Linked DNA regions of Danio rerio: region 1 is linked to region 2. A link is a contact called in public Hi-C data. All regions are on one chromosome and are shown on one strand. The core of a region is the stretch at or near the end of the contact, and the rest is flanking DNA. Distances in the headings are between cores, read along the strand shown.

The links. A called contact is a pair of places that touch in the nucleus more often than the background predicts.
Region 1: a Hi-C map of an unstated tissue shows a contact between it and region 2, with 4 times the contacts expected there. The contact joins two enhancer-like sites.

Annotation. Positions count from the first base shown.
Region 1 is chr24:26,807,199-26,812,425 of GRCz12tu, reverse strand. No RefSeq gene overlaps it. Among named protein-coding and RNA genes, the nearest start is that of si:dkey-7n6.2, 130 kb to the right of the region's middle. Within about 2 kb of position 1,880, at least 6 of the 62 cell types and tissues checked have an H3K27ac peak or open chromatin away from gene starts, as enhancers often do.
Region 2 is chr24:26,702,397-26,707,507 of GRCz12tu, reverse strand. No RefSeq gene overlaps it. Among named protein-coding and RNA genes, the nearest start is that of si:dkey-7n6.2, 29 kb to the right of the region's middle. Within about 2 kb of position 1,732, at least 3 of the 62 cell types and tissues checked have an H3K27ac peak or open chromatin away from gene starts, as enhancers often do.

The DNA of each region.
Region 1 (5,227 bases), core at 631-3,130, 100 kb before region 2:
ATTTGTCAGTTGTGGAGGGTGAAAAGGCGAGCAAAATGCTGACATTTTCATTACGACTGTGCTTAAATCGCATTCATAGTCATGAGAGGATATCACAGGGACTATGAATTTCAAGTGTTCTCATTTTTGTCAAAGCATGTTGCTCCCCTCTTGTGCTGTGAAACCTCTTGTGTGAAAAGTCTAAGCCAATCAGAACAAGACTCATAAACCCAAGCAATCTAGTACACTTCTTACACCTCTTTTTTAAAGGGTTATGGAGATGGCAACTAGCAGTAGTGATGCTTCAACTTATTTGTATTTTTCAGTGGAAAACATGCAATTTTCTAGAAAAAAAAGGCTTTTTTTTTGTCATATTTTGACATTTTTTACACCCTTTACACAAATATCATATACTGACAAGCATTTGATTCGTTTCTGTGTTTCAACTCAAGTTTTCAATTCAAATTGGGAAACATTTTATGTATTTTAAAGGTAAAAAAGCACCATTTTGAAAGCAATTTAAAAGTGCATGTTTAAAAAAAAGCTATCATTATTGCATTTATGTTAAAAAAAAACAAACAAACACATTATTTTGTAAAAACCGTGATGTCATGTTGATGTGCTTTATGTGTTCAGTATGTGTATGCAACAACTGCAAACTGCATATACTGTACCTATATTTCCACAGACATGCGACACAGTTTTTTCGCAAAATGTACATGTTGTGTTTTTTTATAAAGTGTTTATGTGCCTGGCATGTGTAATACAGTGTATTTACACTCACCGGCCACTTTATTAGAAACACCTGTAACGTACAAATTGGCAATATTCTGACTTTTTTGTACAAACAATTACCTGAAGCCCAAAACTTTCTTGTGCCGCTCAGTAGTCTTTTAATTTTCTGGATGTGGTTTGGAGTAGACACATTAAACACCCCTGAGATTCTCATTATTCAGTGTATTTATAGCATATAAAATAATTTTTAAACATACTTCATTAACAGCATGTAGCCTTGCTAATAGCTGACTGCAGTTGAACTGCTTGAAATTATAAGTAGCTTCTCAAGTTACCGTCTTGAAGTAGATCCTGCACTAGTTTGTAGGGTCTGATAAATGTTTTAAATTGTCAATGTAAATGTACTGTATAATTCAATGGGATTTTTATGATCCCCGTTGATGTCTGTGGTTAATCATTTAAATACTTTGTGAAATGGATATCGGTTTTGCAAAAGGAGAGCAACAGAACTCCCGATGTGATTACGCCGGTAATCATTTAAAGTGTCTAAACTTCACCTGCTTTGTTCTATTTATAAAACAGCCAGACTTGTGCTTATTATCTCATTCCTTTCACTTGATTCCTGGTTTCCTCCAACATTTTTTTTTTTTAATGTGTCAGTTTTCTTTTCCTCTCCCTGACAGTCAACCTTTACAATGAACGCATTAAGTTTTCAGCAAATTACATTTAGGCAAGCGTTTATGGTGCCAAACACTTCAGCCTTTAATCCGCTTTACTGTAGGCAGATGTATCACCCTACATTTGCTGCACTTAACATATGTAAATTTGGCAGGTAATACACATCCCGCCTGACATATTATGTTTTTATACCTGTTAAAAACACTCTGAACGCAGGATTTCTCCCACTACAGGATACTTCAAAGTAAATGCCTGCTAAGCAACATTAACAGGTGTAAACAGCGAGTCTGATGCCACTAAGCTTTGCATGACGCTTAGGTAAATTCCACTTCATTTGAAAAGCCTTCATTTTTTTTTTCCTCATGGAGGCCAGTATTCACATGCCCACATTTGCTTCTTTCTGTCTCTCTCTCTCTTCTGCTCCTGACCAGAGTTATCACATTTCCTCTGGGAGTGCGGTGTGCATGATTGCAACCCTGCCTTGTCAAAAATCTGCCCAGTGTTTCTATATTTCTTTGTGAGTCGTCCTACTGCTGAATAATGCATGAGACCTGCTCTCATTACATTCCTCTCTCTCTCTCTCTCTCTCTCTCTCTCTCTCTCTCTGTTGGTTGAGGTAGCAGAAGCGACAGCTCAGGCAGAGATGGTCACCCCTTCCCCAGCAGCCCCTGCTTCAGCTCTCATCAACTCCACTGCCCACTGCTGACAAAATGGGCTTATTTGACTCCTCACCCCATGGCACAGATGAATAATTCACTGCTGGGGAGGCGCAGGCAGGTTTGCATTTGACAGAGCGTGGACAGTGGATTATGGGATTGCGCAGAGGTGCTTCTCTCCTAGGCTTGTCCAAGAGAGAGAGGACTTCAAACTGCAGCTGGGCCCGTCGAAGCCTGGCTTTGGTAGAGTCATACGATGCTATTGGTACTATAGGAAGGATTGTGTATGGAAAAAAAGCAGAATCAAGCAGTGTCTTTTTACTGTGCATCAATACGGGCATCAAGGTGAAGTTGCATTGGAAATGTAGATATAGTCGTGGCAGTGGAACATGAAACAATGATAACATTCAATAACCTTTCAATTAAATACTCGATGGCAGAGCATATGTAATATGGGGGGGGGGGGAACTAAAGTGTTTTAATCAAAGCTTTCATCAAAGCCATCAACCCACATTTTTTTTGTTTATTTGTTTAATGGATCACAATGTACCTCCTGTTCAAAGCTATCATAGCCATGGTTTTGCATGGAGTCTCCTTCTATCAGAAAACTGCAATAAGCCATTAAGTTCCTGCCCATTCCTTTAAAGCATAACAGATAACATCATTATTTCTTTTTCTTCAGCTTAGTCCTTTATTTATTAGGGGTTGCCACAGCGGAATGAACCGCCAACTATTCCAGCATATGTTTTACACAGCAGATGTCATTCCAGCCACATCCCAGTACTCTCACATTCACAAACACACACTATGGCCAATTTAGTCCATCCTAAATCCATCTAATTCACCTTAACTGCACGTTACTGCACGTCTTTGGACTGTGGAGGAAACAGGAGCACCTGGAGGAAACACAGAGGAACATGGGGAGAACATGCAAACTCCACACAGAAATGCCAACTGGCCCAGCCGGGACTCAAACTAGAGACCTTCTTGCTGTTAGGCTACAGTGCTAATCACTGTGCCACCGTGCTGCATCATATTTAATAACAGTTTTCTTAAAATGAAATAATAATGTAGCCATCTTTCTAAGTTACTGTTATGCCTCTTCTTATTTGTGTCAAATAAGAAATCACCCCCCTTTACTAAATAGTGTATTGCACAATAAAGGTGCACCCAATACATTTCAAATTTTAGCTTTAATTACTATTTATACTTATTTAAAATAAAGATACTAACAAAGTCCAAAATTAAAGCTGGGAAGTCAGTTGGAACATAAAGACCCTGTTGTGTTTTCAATGAAACAGTCAATGCTGCCTTAAATTGCTCATTAGTTGTGTTAGGTTTGCGACAAAGTCCTAACTTGGGTTCATACCAAATTTTATATATATATATATATATATATATATATATATATATATATATATATATATATATATATATATATATATATATATATATATATATATATATAATTAATTATTATTTTGTAATCTTTATACTAAACAAAATTGTTCGTATGTGCATTACTCAATTAGCTTGATTTGGTTATTGAAAATTTTTCACGATCCAGGATTGTTTTGCTCGTCAAAACTAATCCAAGATTTCTGGTGGCTCAAACCTGCTCAGTAGCAGGCTTATTTCATGTAAACATTATTGCATTGTGTCTTTTCAAGGAAAGATACTGAAATACTAAAAGTATGCACTGAATGATGATATTTTCTTACACTAGTATAGACTTTTCTTAAACTATATAGACTTGGGAAAATAGTAAATTATAAAAAATATATAATAAAGAAAATCCACTCTAAATGTAAAACTAAATAAATGGCTAAATACTCTTGACACATGAAAGTGTAAAGCCTGCAGCCCACAAGTTATTGCGTATCATATTTAACAAACCGTTTTATTTAATGTTATTCTGCTCACATGGATAATTGAATAATAATCAGATAATGTCATTACGCTGTGGTGCTGTCAGCCAATCGTTGCATTGCTGATCATGATTTTGAGGATCAATAGATCTGTCCTTTAAAACACACGCAGTGATCTCAGATCAGTTCATCCAGACATTTTAATCTGATTCATAAACTTGTTTGAAGAACCAAATTAGCCAGAGATCAGTTGACAAAATTAAAAGATACAGGATCTGTCAAATCATCTTAGATCATTTAAGCGAGGTGAAGAATGGACCCCAGGTCTAAATTCAAGTTTGAGATCATTTATTACTGCAATCAGCATGGAAATATCGATCTAACTCTCTTTTTGAAGTATTTTTCTACATTTAAAATGAGTGGTTATGATGTGAATCCGACTGTAGGTTTTAGACATCTCTGCTCCAGACATATTGATCTATGATGGTCATACAAGACAAATTTTCTCACAGCTTCCTGTAATTTCACTTCTTTTGTGTCCTCCCCCAAAAACAAAGAAGGCTCGGAGTAAATCACATTTGTTCTGTTGTTGTCGTCTCACATGATTCTGTCTGCCTTCCAATATTTCACATCGTTCACCTACAGGCCGGCGAAAAGACCTTTGCGTATCCTTTAATGAGATCTGTCCTGGAAAAGTAGAAGCTGTGTCAGGCCGAAAGGACAGGATAAATAAAGTAGCACGCAATATCACACTTCTCAGGACCACCACAAAGGACTTCAACCGCCCTTCCTGCCCAAACAAGTCAGCCGCAGTTTCTTTTCTGGATGTAGAAGGACATTGTAAGGAGGTCAGCATGCCTTTTTTCGTCTTCGCAATAAAGAACTACCTCTTTTTACACATCCATGCTCTAATTTCCAGAAGCCCATGCCAGGCGAGTTCAGGCCTACCTTATCTGTCTTGTTAAACACAGACAAAGGGATGAATCCTTTCTCCTTTTCTCTGGTGGAGACAATAGCCAAAGTAGATAACCTAGTACTCTGGAATTAATTATCTGGCCTTTTAATTCAGGGTCGTGGTGATTAGCCCACTGTGGAGGCATTAGCATAATATTTTTTGCTATCTTCCTTGTGCTGGGTCTCCTGGACCTTGTCTTTTTCTTCCCCCTGTGGAAAACCCCACTCAGCATTTCCTCTGCTACCTGCCAGTCCCTGCCTATGAATGTGATTTGAAGGAAATGAGATTTCCTCTTCATGCCAAACTGGCTGATGACAGTTCATTGCAGGGGGATAATTATAAATGGTTTTTATATA
Region 2 (5,111 bases), core at 483-2,982:
ATAACAGTGTACACTGGAGGGGTGTTCTGTGGTAAATTTAACAATTTTAAATTTATGGCAATTTAGATATATAAATATATATATACAGTTGAAGTCAGAGTTATTAGCCCCCCTTTGAATTTATTTTTCTTTTTAAAATATTTCAAAAATTATGTTTAACAGAGCAAGGAAATGTTCACAGTATGTCTGACAATATTTTTTCTTATTGAGAAAGTCTTGTTTGTATTATTTCAGCTAGAATAAAAGCAGTTTTAAATTTTTTAAAAACCATTTTAAGGTAAAAAATATTAGCCCCTTTAAGCTATATGTTTTCTTGATAGTCTACTGAACAAACCATCATTATACAATAACTTGACTAATTACCCTAACCTGCCAAGTTAACCTAATTAACCTAGTTAAGCCTTTAAATCTCACTTTAAGTGGTATGGAAGTGTCTTGAAAAAACTCTAGTCAAATATTTACTGTCATCATGGCAAATATAAAATAAAGCAGTTATTAGAGATTATTGTGTTGGAAAAAAAAGTATTTTCCTCAATAAACAGAAATTGGCTTCAACTATATATATATATAATAAAAAACTAATTGTAGACAGAATTAGGAAAAAAGTATAATGGAAATATATAGAGGGGCTGCACCATGACGCAGTGGGTAGCGCTGTCGCTTTACAGCAATTCAGTGTACTTTGGTTTCCCCCACAAGTCACAAGACATGTGCTATAGGTGAAGTGAGTAGGCTAAATTGTCCGTGGTGTATGTGTGTGAATGAGAGTGCATGGGTGTTTTCCAGTAATGGGTTGCAGCTGGAAGGGTATCCGCTGTGCAAAACATATGCTGGGTAAGCTGACGATTCATTCCGCAGTGGTGATCACTGATTAATAACGACACTCAGCCGAAAAGAAAAGAAAATGTATAGAAAAATGCATTATGGCAATATATTTTGACAATTTTTTGGCCATTTTATATGTAAAGACCGTGAACAAGCGATTAAAGATTTTGAGAATTACCTAACTATTCTAGACTAACTATTCAGACTAAAATAATAGATTTTGATTAACATGACATAGGCAATTGATAATGTAGAAAACATCAAAGATATGCAGATAATCATTTGCATGGGTGTACAAAAGCATTTGCAGCTTGTTCAAATTAATTGAAACTCTTTTTTTTTGGTGTGCACAACTGACACAATCATGTGATAATTGTACAGGTAGTTTTGGGAATTTCAATTCTGATCTGAGAAATGTACCAAGAGACTGAGAAAGTCTGTAAAAAAAGGTCGGTCTGTCTGTCTGTCTGTCCATCTATTCGTCCCTCCGTTTGTCCGATCATCCATCCATCCAACCAACTATCCATCCATCCATCCATTCATCATTTCCATATATTACTATTTCTTCTCCACACTCACTCAGTTGAATGCAGTCTCTGTGAAACAGAGTAAACAGCACATGCCCATGATGACAGCATCTTCTCCTTCTCTCCTGACCTCTCAGAGGCCTCCCATCATGTTCAAACTCCCCACAGTCAACCACAGTCAGCCGATCCCCATGATGATCCACGCCAGCGCCTGCGTTCCTCCAGCTGTGTACCGAAATTCACAGAGTCAGCAGCCGCATTCATGGCTCAGTATAGGCCGGTGGGTTGAGGCATTCGTGCGCTTTCGCTGGCTCAGCCGTAACATGTGGAACAATTAACAAACTGTGATGAGAGATGTGCGCTCAAAAGTTGACAAATGGGGGAAAACGAAAAAGACCGCATTGCCATTTCTACAAATGGAAAACAACTGGCTGTGCGAGCCAGCCAGCAGAAGGAGAGAAGAAAAAAAAAACTCTCCATATTAGTTACAGACGAATACCATTGGCACAGGGAAAATATCATAGCCTGCACATGTTCAGACAACAGTGAAATCTGTGTAAAGTGGTGCGAATTGCTGTTTGTTTATGTGAGAATATGTTGTCAATAAAAAGCTTGGCGTGGATGCAGTCGGTTATGTATATGTACTCTGAATGTTGTTTAGAAGTGCATTCGGGAGTCTGTAGGCAGCTCTATAGATAGATACCTTACAAAATATGGCCTTGGACTTGAACAGAGTTGTAAATTTAGATATGTAATGGTTCCAGCATGCTTCATGTGGCTCGGAGTGACTCCAGACAGAATAGACAAATGCGCTGTAATAGTGTGTCTCAATGAAGACGTTTAAAGTATCTGGAATGCTCATTGTGCTTATCAGATTTTCCAGCCTCTGGGCTTCCATGTGTCTTTTTTTTTTTTTTTTTTTTTGCCCTAAAAAACTTGCCCATGATTCAAAGAAGTAGATCATGCAAAATATTTTTTCAGTTATTATTTAGTAGCACATCATAAATCAGCTTATTGTAAGATAGATTTTAACAAATGTCAGCAAAAATGTAAGGACCATAGCAGTTTTTAAAGAGATATCCGTAATGATTTGTAAAGAGGTTTTAATAATATTTTGCATTGCTTTATGTATTAATTTAAAGTTTAAAAGTTGATATAAAGTAAACAAAATGTAATTTAAAGTCAACAAAATGTCCTCATATTTTTAGGGTAGGTCATTATCAGGACACTATCCAACGAGCTTTCCAAAACAGTGTCCAAGATTTCTAAGGTTGTATTTTAGCCATGAAATACAAGATGTTCATCATGAAACAATTATCCCTTGTAAATGAGTAGTAAATTTGTAGAATTTCCCATCCATCCATCCTTCTATCCATCCATCCATTTATCGATGTACTGTATCTATCAAAGTGTTTTTAAAAATAAAAATTAAGTTACATATAATAACTAGAACAATTAAGTTGGGGCAGCTAGGACAAAAAATAAGTTGGAGTTACTAGAAAAATAAAGTTAGGGCAACTAGAATAAAATTATTATAAGATCTAAAAAATAAAGTTTAAATTGGGAAAAATATTTAGTTGGAACAAGTAGAAAATTAAGTTAAAATGCTGAGGAATCTAGAAAAATTAAGTCAGGGTAACTTAACAAATTAATTTAGTGCAACTAGAAAAAAGGGTTTAAGAACTTGAAAAAAAATAAGTTAGAAAATAGAAATTGTGTGATTTAACTTATGTATTTATTAAAACCATTACCTTGTGTGGAGTTAACCTTAACAAAGATTTAGTATTTTTGAAGAACTGTTTTGTCTTTAATCATGACCAAATAGTTAACATTTTAGTTAACAGTAACAAAGACTCAACAAAACATTAACACAAAACAAAGTAATGCGTAACAAATGTATTGTTCATTGTTATTTGTTAACAAACGTTAACTAATGCAAACTATTGTAACACATTACCTAATAATTTTAACCCAGGCTTATTATGCATATGTACCCCTGTATGCATTTCTGGAGAGCGCGAAAATATGTCCCAGGAGGTATGTTTTTTGGAGTTTTGTTTTCACAAATCCACCAGAGGCCGCTGTGTACACTTTTTAAGATCTCAAATTTCTCTCGAAATGCAGCCACCGAATTTATGTTAGCTACATAAATTACGCTCTTTAGAAATGTAAACGGGGGTACATATTCACAAATAGTGTGTTGAACAATTTGAAAGAAACTTCACTAACATTGAATTTGAAAATAAATTTCAATTAACACAAACTATTTATTTTATAATTTGTTTAATCATTCACCATAAATAAAATTGCCATACATGATAAATGTCCGTAAATATAATCATATACTCATAAGTTGTTGATTTTTTTTATTATAGCATCAAAGATTCAGTAGATACTTGAAACTCAGAGCTGTTTTAGTTTTGGTTTTTGACTCAAACTTCAATTAAAGAAACATTATCAGTGAAAAAGAAGATTTTTAATATCCTGCATGAGTTATAAAGACTAATTTATGCTGCTTTTGGTACTTCTTTATCCTTTTTAAGCATGTCAGATGTATTTTCATCTTTAACTAACCTAGGTCTACTCTTTAAGTTTAGTCTATTTATTTTAAATGAAACTTTTACTAACTTTTTTCAAGATTTAATAGATCTCACTGTCAGATGATAACCACACATCATGCCTGTAAATGGCTAAGTAGGTTTATTTCATAATTCTCATAAAGCAATTTAATCTCACCTCACACTTCATCAGGAAACACAGAAAGAGGGTTTTAACGAGACGGATATTTCATCATCTCTCATTTATCTGCTGTGACGCTACAGAAAAAGGGATGAGAAATGAAACGAAACGGAGCATTTTTAATTATGATCGTTCTGATCTCCGCAAACATGTTCCTCGTGGAATTACTGCAAGCAATTAAAATGTAATTTATGTTTCTTTCAGCACACGACCGCGTGTTAATTTAAAAGCTTGGCTAGCAAGCACTGTTTGTTCCACTACAGCTTTATGGGACCTAATTAGCAGTGGTTAGCAAAGCCTGCTAGCTGTCCAAACAAACTAAATACTGTTGGCTAGTAAGACATACTGAGGCTTCTCTCTAAACGTGTGTCTGTAAACCAATCAGTATGACTGTGGTTACATTGATTAGTGTCTGGCTGAGAATGTGTGCGTGTGTGTGTTTTCATGTGTGTTTGCTGCTCGGTTTGTGACCGACTACATGAGAAGAGCAGAAAAAGGGGGAAGAAAATATTCTAAAGAAAAACCCAAAGCTGTATAATTATCCGCACACACACTGGATCAAGTTTCTCTTTAAAAAGCAACCAATTATTGTAATGTGTGTGGTGGTTGAAAACAAATTCCTGAAAAGAGATGGATTTTTCCTTATGAACGCAAACGCTTTTCCAGGAGCAATCAGAAGAGCTGCTGTGTATTATTGGAAGTTTTTGTCTGGTCAGGGTTTGGCGGTGTACAAATGTCAGAAATATAGATGTTTAACGGAGAGATGTGAGATATGTGTCTTTAAATAGACGAAATTAGGCACTACCAACATTTGATTGCTACTTTTACTAAATGCCTTAAAGACTTGTAAACCTAAGAGTAATGTAGCCTATTAGTTTGCTGTTCATTTGTTTCATTTATAGATGTCATACCACTTTCACTCTGACATTAATCAAAGGTATAAAAAATAATATCACTTTATTTTGATGGTTCCTTTAACACACTTTGTTGAATTTAAGATAAACTGCATGTACATGCCAT